Regions from separate parts of the Gossypium hirsutum genome. Here region 1 is linked to region 2. Evidence: chromatin contacts called from public Hi-C data. All regions are on one chromosome and are shown on one strand. Each heading gives the region's core, a stretch centred on a gene start, on an enhancer-like site or on the middle of the called end of the contact. The rest is flanking DNA. Distances are from core to core; before and after follow the strand shown. Region 1 holds the start of LOC107927214 (LOB domain-containing protein 41). Region 2 holds the start of LOC107935766 (elongator complex protein 5).

Region 1 (3,569 bases), core at 155-2,654, 420 kb before region 2:
ATCAATCTCATAGTAAAACTGAAAGAGAAACCGCTTCTCACCCATATAAGTAATCTTAACACCCCCATGAGGGTGCCATAAATTCACCAAAGTGGTGCGCATCGCCTGAAACTGTACAACAGTGGCCATCAAGAAGCTACCCACCACACTCAGATTCACCACCTACTCCCTCACTTCCTCCTTCAGATCTACTTGCCATGCCTCCTCCTCCTCCCTACCAGTAAGTGAAAGCACTGCCAAGCCTTTTTCCATCCTTTAATCATCGCTGTCAATAGCATTCTTTTCGCCTTATCCACCGCAAAAACTACCACTTAGAGATCTATTTTGAATAGAAAACCTTCTATATTTAAGTGTAAAAGAAATTACTGGATGAATATATATTTACTTAGTTTTAATAATTTGGATATTAGTTTTGTTTTGAATGATTAGCTATATTTATTTTATGATATAAAATAATTTAATATCATATAAATTAATATTTTGAAAGAATAAATTGGTTAGAAAGATATAAAATATTTTTTAAAAATTATGAAAATTAAATAAATTATTTTAAAAAAATATAAGAAAAAGAGAAATGTGCAACTTCTTGCAATATTTTTAATATTTTTTTTTAGAATTTAAAAATTAATTAAATACTAAAATGTCATCATGTCATTAAAATGAACAAACAAACCTTTCGATTATTTTTTATAAAAGTAAAATTAAAAAAAAAATTTAAAAAGTTAGAAATGTAAATGAGATTAATAAAGATAACATATAAGTGTATACTAGAAATAAAACCGTATAAGAAAATTGGTTTCTCAAATAAAGAAAAATGATTTCTTTATTTATTCTACTGTAATAGATGATAAGTATGAGCTTAATGCAAATTTCAGAAAAGAAAATATATAAAAGAAACCCCTTCAAAACCGTTGGCTGATGAGCTTGTGAAGCGCCCACAGTCCCAACATTCAAATCCGGAAACCGGTTACCGGTTTTCGCTTTCCCTCTTTTAAAGTGGTTTTTGAATCAACACGAACCTCCCGAAAACCAGGAGCCTTTTTCTATATTATTTTATTCTGTTTTTCTTTAATTAAAATAAAACAGGGGCTCCCACTTCACACCCTCTACCTCATATGTGGCGATTCGACAACACTCTGATGCCTGTACGTGTCTTCCACGCGCTACTCTCTTCCTTTCTCAATTTTTGGACCCATTTGCATGGCATCCCTTACCTTTTTCACCACCTGTCCTTATATTCAAGTATCCGTTTTACCCTTTAGAAAGCAGTAACATATCGAGCGCAAGTGGGGGTAGTTTAGTAAAAATGAGTTGTGCATCGATTTCCCCGAGAGGAGTTACGTTCCGTAAATATTTAGGTTGTCTTACGCAGAAGGGACAGTACATTAAGTACGCCTCCAATGGGGAATTGAAATTGGATTCCTTAATTGGGAGTGAGTTGCACGAGTGAGAGGGTGAGAGTAGTGAAATAGCAAAAGTATTTAAAAACATAGCAGTACCATGTTTTTATTGTTTTTTAAATAAAAATTGATTTATTTTTGAAAGCCAACCTCCTTGAATGTGGAAACCAGCGTTTTGGAAATTAAAACAACTGCGTTCCCCTGGTCCTATACCTGAAAACCCAGCGGCCATTTTTTCGTAAAAGAATATCTCTTATTTTTATATTTTCCTTTTCCGCTTCCCTTAAATACTCCAACTTCCCTCTTTTCTTCAATCCCCCCCCCAAATTTTCTCTTTTCTTTCTCCAACTTCTCAAAATGCGCATGAGTTGTAATGGATGCCGGATTCTTCGTAAGGGCTGCAGTGAAAATTGTAGCATCAGGCCCTGTTTACAATGGATCAAAAGCCCTGAATCCCAAGCAAACGCCACCGTCTTTCTAGCCAAGTTCTATGGCCGTGCTGGCCTTATGAACCTCATCAACGCCGGCCCCGAACACCTCCGCCCTGGTCAGTTTCACTTTCCTTTCACACATCTGCTCTGTTTATTTTTAATTTACATTATTTTTAGATTACTGTCTTTTCTTTCACTGATTTCTTTTCCCTATTTATTCAGCTATTTTTAGGTCGTTATTATACGAGGCTTGTGGTCGGATAGTGAACCCGATATACGGTTCTGTCGGCTTATTATGGTCCGGAAGCTGGCAGCTTTGCCAAGCCGCCGTAGAAGCTGTGCTAAAAGGTGCTCCGATCACTCCGATTGCGTCGGAAGCCGCTGCGAATGGTCAAGGGCCGCCTCTAAAAGCATACGACATTCGTCATGTTTCCAAAGATGAAAACTCTGCAGCCTCTAACGATGTCCAACGAGTTAAGACACGGTGCCGAGTTAAAAGAACTTTGAAGCCGAAGGTGAATAACCCGGTCTTAGAGGAGGAGAACCGCAGCTCGGAACCACCCGAACCGCGGTGTTACGCTGATGAAGGGTTCGAGGGAAACCGGTCGACGAGTCACGAGTCCTCGCTGAGTCACCAATCTGAGTTGGCTGTTATGGATGGGGAAAGTAAAGAAACCTCGAGTATGATCTCAGAGGAAACAGTGGCGGCTTCGCGGCTGTTTCCGGCGGGGCCGGAGCTCGGAGGTAAGGTGTTGGAAGAAAGGACGGTGGAGGGAAGCAGCGAGATTGGGCTGGAGTTGACGCTGGGGTTTAAACCGGTGATGTCACGTGCTTGTCAGGTGGTGGTGCCTGTAAAGAAAAGGAGAGTGGAAGCATACGGCACGTTCGAGGATAGTCAAACGTGTAAGTTTGAGCTGGGTCTTGACTATCCGGCGGCTTAAATGGCTTTTATAAAAGGAAAAACAAAAGGATAGTTTGTTCCCAGTTTTGGCGGCTCGTTTCCGGCTTTTGTTTTATACATAGAAGAGCTGTGGGTTGTTTTTTCTTTTTTTTTTTTTTTTTGTAAGTTCTTTTTGTAATTTTCCTTTTTCCCTTTATGTAAACAAAAGAAATAGTTTACATGAGTAGAAATGGTAAATTTTATAGGGGGAATCATAAAGATTTTATTTCTTTTCAACTTTATTATTTTACCTAATTGGAATTGTATTATGACAATGAATGAACTATACAAAATTTTATAAAACAAACTGGGACCTTGTATTTACTCCTATTTTTGTTATTTATCGTTAAAATAATAATGTGGCATTTCTAAATTTGTATAATAAAATATTTAATTTTCTTACATATTTTTATATAATTCAATAAACTTAATTTTTCACATTTTATATTATAGTAGCAAAGTTGAGTCGAGATTATTTTAATTTGAAAGCAATGTGTCCACAATTTAATTTGACAATTTATATATTTTTATAATTATTTATTTATATAGATTATTTATGTCAAGTTTTAATACTGTACTATTTATTTTATGTAAAAGCTTTTAACTTTAAAATATATTTATATTGTATATAAAACTTTTGATTGAATTTAAACACTAACTTAAATACCATTTTACAACTAATATGATTATCAAAGTATTTTTTAATAATTTATTTAAAAATACAATACTAAAGTAGAAAAGCCTCAACCATTACACAAAGAAAATGTTCCTCTTTTTTTTTTAGTTTAAAAAATAAAA
Region 2 (3,239 bases), core at 734-3,233:
ATTGTATCTACCTTAATGTTCTTTAGGTATATATATTTTTAAAATTTATTTTCAAAATTTATTTTTAATTTGTTAGGAAATACTTATTGTGATGTTTTTAATATTTTTGATATATTATATATATTTTAAAATTATATAAAAAATAATATAAAAATTAATATGAGTGGGTCGAGTCAGACTCGAGTTTTAACATTTTTATCCGAGTCGGACTTGGGTAAAATTTTAAGCCCATTTTTTGAGCCAAGCCGAGCCTAACAAACAGACCTGAATTTTTAGTTGAACCAGATTCGAATTTTGCCCGGCCCGGCCCGGCCCAGCCATGCTCACCTCTACTTGAAAGCCAAATAAGAATGGCGTGGTTTTGTTGTTTAGCAAAAGAAAAAAAAGAATTGAGGTAATGGTTGCATCTAAAAGAAACGTGTGGTTACGGTGGTGGGTAGGAACCTTGGGAATAATTCTTTTCCTCTTCTTTTTTTCAATAAATAATTCTTAATTTTTTTTAGCCAAAATAGTTCTTAATTCTTAAACCAGATGGAATGGGTATATTCCTATTGAGTTTGGATTTCAGTATCTTTCCTAATAAAAATAATTTTTTAATAATTTTTTATACAATATTTAAAATTACTTATAGTCTCTCTTCAATCCATAAATAGGAAGATAATATCATTCAGCACACCTAAACTTATGTCTTCTTATATTGGTAACAATATCCATGCCAGTAGAGTGACAAGAAAAATAATTTTTAAAATAAAAGAATAATCGTATTCACTATCAATAAAATATTAAAATGTTATCACAGATCGTATTAGATTATGTTTTATTAGTATTAAATTTTATGAAAATGACATATTATAAAAAAAGGGTATATATAAAATATATATAAATGAATAATAAATCTTCAAAAGGAGAAGATAGTTTCTCTTAAGAGAGTGGTTTTTTAAAAATAATATGGATTATTTTAAGCAGTAATTTAATTTAGTTTATTTAAAATTTTTATTTAAAAGATATTAAAGCACGAATCATATTTATAGTAATATTAATTTTTTTAAAATTAAATTTTAAAATATTTTCTTAATTGAATTTGATATTTGATTAATTAACGGAATTAATTATAAATTTAAATATAGTAAAACAGATATAAATGATCATAGAAACAAAGCACAATTATTCTAAGAGGCATTGAGATATAATTGGACCTCTTCAACGATTTGACCATTTGTGGAAGCCCAACAATCTTCTAATATTTAGATGGTGCGTAAAAAATATATTAGATAAAAAAATGAGTATGAACAAAAAAAAGTATATTTTAAATATAGGTTAAATTTAGACTTTAATATTTGAAGTTTGAGCCTTGCGATTTAATTTATTTTTAAGTTTATAATATTTTAGGTTTTTTTTTCCTTCGAGAAAACTGATATTCATAAATGAAGGGGCCAAGTGTCAAACAACAAATAATCTACAGTACACGAAAAAACAGTACAAAACACTATAGCACACGAAAAGACAGCACAAAGCACCAAAACCACTCAAGCACAGAGGAAAAGGCACACATAAAACAAAACCAAAAAAGAAAAACACTCCACCCTCCAAAGAAAATACCAAATGAATACCAGCAAAATCATTCCTCTGCTGCTCAACAAAAACACTCGCGCAGAACCAAATGAAGAGGAAGACTCGGCTTTGAGAAACCAAACAACGGAGATTCAAGGAACCTTCTCCGAAACATCAAAACCCATAAGAAACCACTCATCCTCGGCGACTCCAGTCCAACCAGTCCGAAGCCGCCAAAACTTCGACAGAAATAGGTGCTTCTTCAACCCAAAAACAAGGAGAATTCCTCCTGCGCCCTTCTAGTGCCAAAGTATGAGCTGCCCGATTGCCACTCCTGGGGACAAACTGGTAAGAAACTCCATCCATAAAATCTGCGAGTCTTCGAATATTCAGAGAAATGGGTCTAAGAATGGACCTATCATCCTTGACAGTGTTAAGCTTTTTAATAATCGAGAGGGAGTCCCCTTCCAGGATGATCGTCCTAAAGCCCCATGTCAATTGCAAAGAGAAGAGCACGTTCACAGGCCCTAGCTTCTGCAACAAACGCGTCGGCAACATCAACATAGGGGTAAGTACACGCTCCCATAATTAATCCCGAATCATTGCGAGCAAGAACCGCCACAGTAGAAGTATGAGATGCACTTTGAAAGGAGGCATCAAAATTTAGCTTAAGCACATCCGGATCCGGAGGTCTCCACCCCACAGACTCAAAATTTGTAGGACTAACTATGGAAACTCTACTCACACTTAAAGCAGAAGCATAGCCTTTTCACAAAACCCACGAGGTCCTGCCAAACAAACTGCGTTCCCTCATGAACCACTTTATTTCGCTGAAACCAAGTAGCCCAAAGGGAAATAACTAAAAGCTTTCTGGTATCCGCATCAACTTTGATGAAAATGTTCATTAATTGATTTTTACCATCCAGAGTACGAACACTGCAATCAAATGGGAGATTCAAAGAGAGCCATAAATGCCTCAACACGTCACAGGACCATAACAAGTGACCAAGATCCTCCGGCGCTTCCTTACAAAGGGGACAAACATTGACAACCTGCAATCTCCGTTTGAGAAGATTGTTGAAATGCGGCACGAAATCTTTAGAAAGCCTCCACATGTGAATTTTTAGTTTAGCAGGAATCTGTAATTCCCATAGCAAATTGTAGAATTGTTTGTAGCTGGCTATAGGTTCCATATTGTAATCACTAGGATACCTGTGTGTAGTGAGTAAAGCACGATACCCACTCTTAACCGAGTACTCCCCGGAAGCATCAAAATGCCACACAAGCACATCCGGTGCTCCAGCTCCAGCAAGAGGAATTTAAGGATACGATTAGCCTGTTCTTCATCAACAATTTGATAGATGATATCCTTATTCCAGGTACCCGATCTAACATCAATTAATTGACCCACAACAGTCTAGTTAGTATTTGTACTCTAAACTGAAAGTCTACTATTACCAAGGCCAGGCAACCAAGGATCATTCCAGATGTTCACAGAGTCACCACTACCGATACGCCAGAGCAACCCATCTGAAATCAGCTCTCGAGCGTTGCATAAGCTCCGCCAGGTAAAAGAGGGGTAAGAACCAATTTTAGCAGCCATAATATCTGAAAAATGAAAATAACGAGCTTTAAAAACTTTTTCAAAAAGACAATCAGGCTTCGATATCAATCGCCAAACTTGCTTA

Evidence for each region. A called contact is a pair of places that touch in the nucleus more often than the background predicts.
Region 1: a contact with region 2 is called in a Hi-C map of leaf, with 2.8 times the contacts expected there. The contact joins the promoter of LOC107927214 here to the promoter of LOC107935766 in region 2. A contact is called at or near these places in 3 of 34 Hi-C or Micro-C datasets (callus and leaf).

What each region holds. Positions count from the first base shown.
Region 1 is chrA12:11,445,767-11,449,335 of Gossypium_hirsutum_v2.1, reverse strand. LOC107927214 (LOB domain-containing protein 41) reads left to right here and starts at 1,404. Exons shown (of 2, transcript XM_016858244.2): 1 at 1,404-1,947; 2 at 2,054-3,078. The coding sequence starts at 1,758. The coding sequence ends at 2,772.
Region 2 is chrA12:11,027,451-11,030,689 of Gossypium_hirsutum_v2.1, reverse strand. LOC107935766 (elongator complex protein 5) reads left to right here and starts at 1,983. Exons shown (of 14, transcript XR_001694265.2): 1 at 1,983-2,119; 2 at 2,478-2,930; 3 at 3,019-3,130.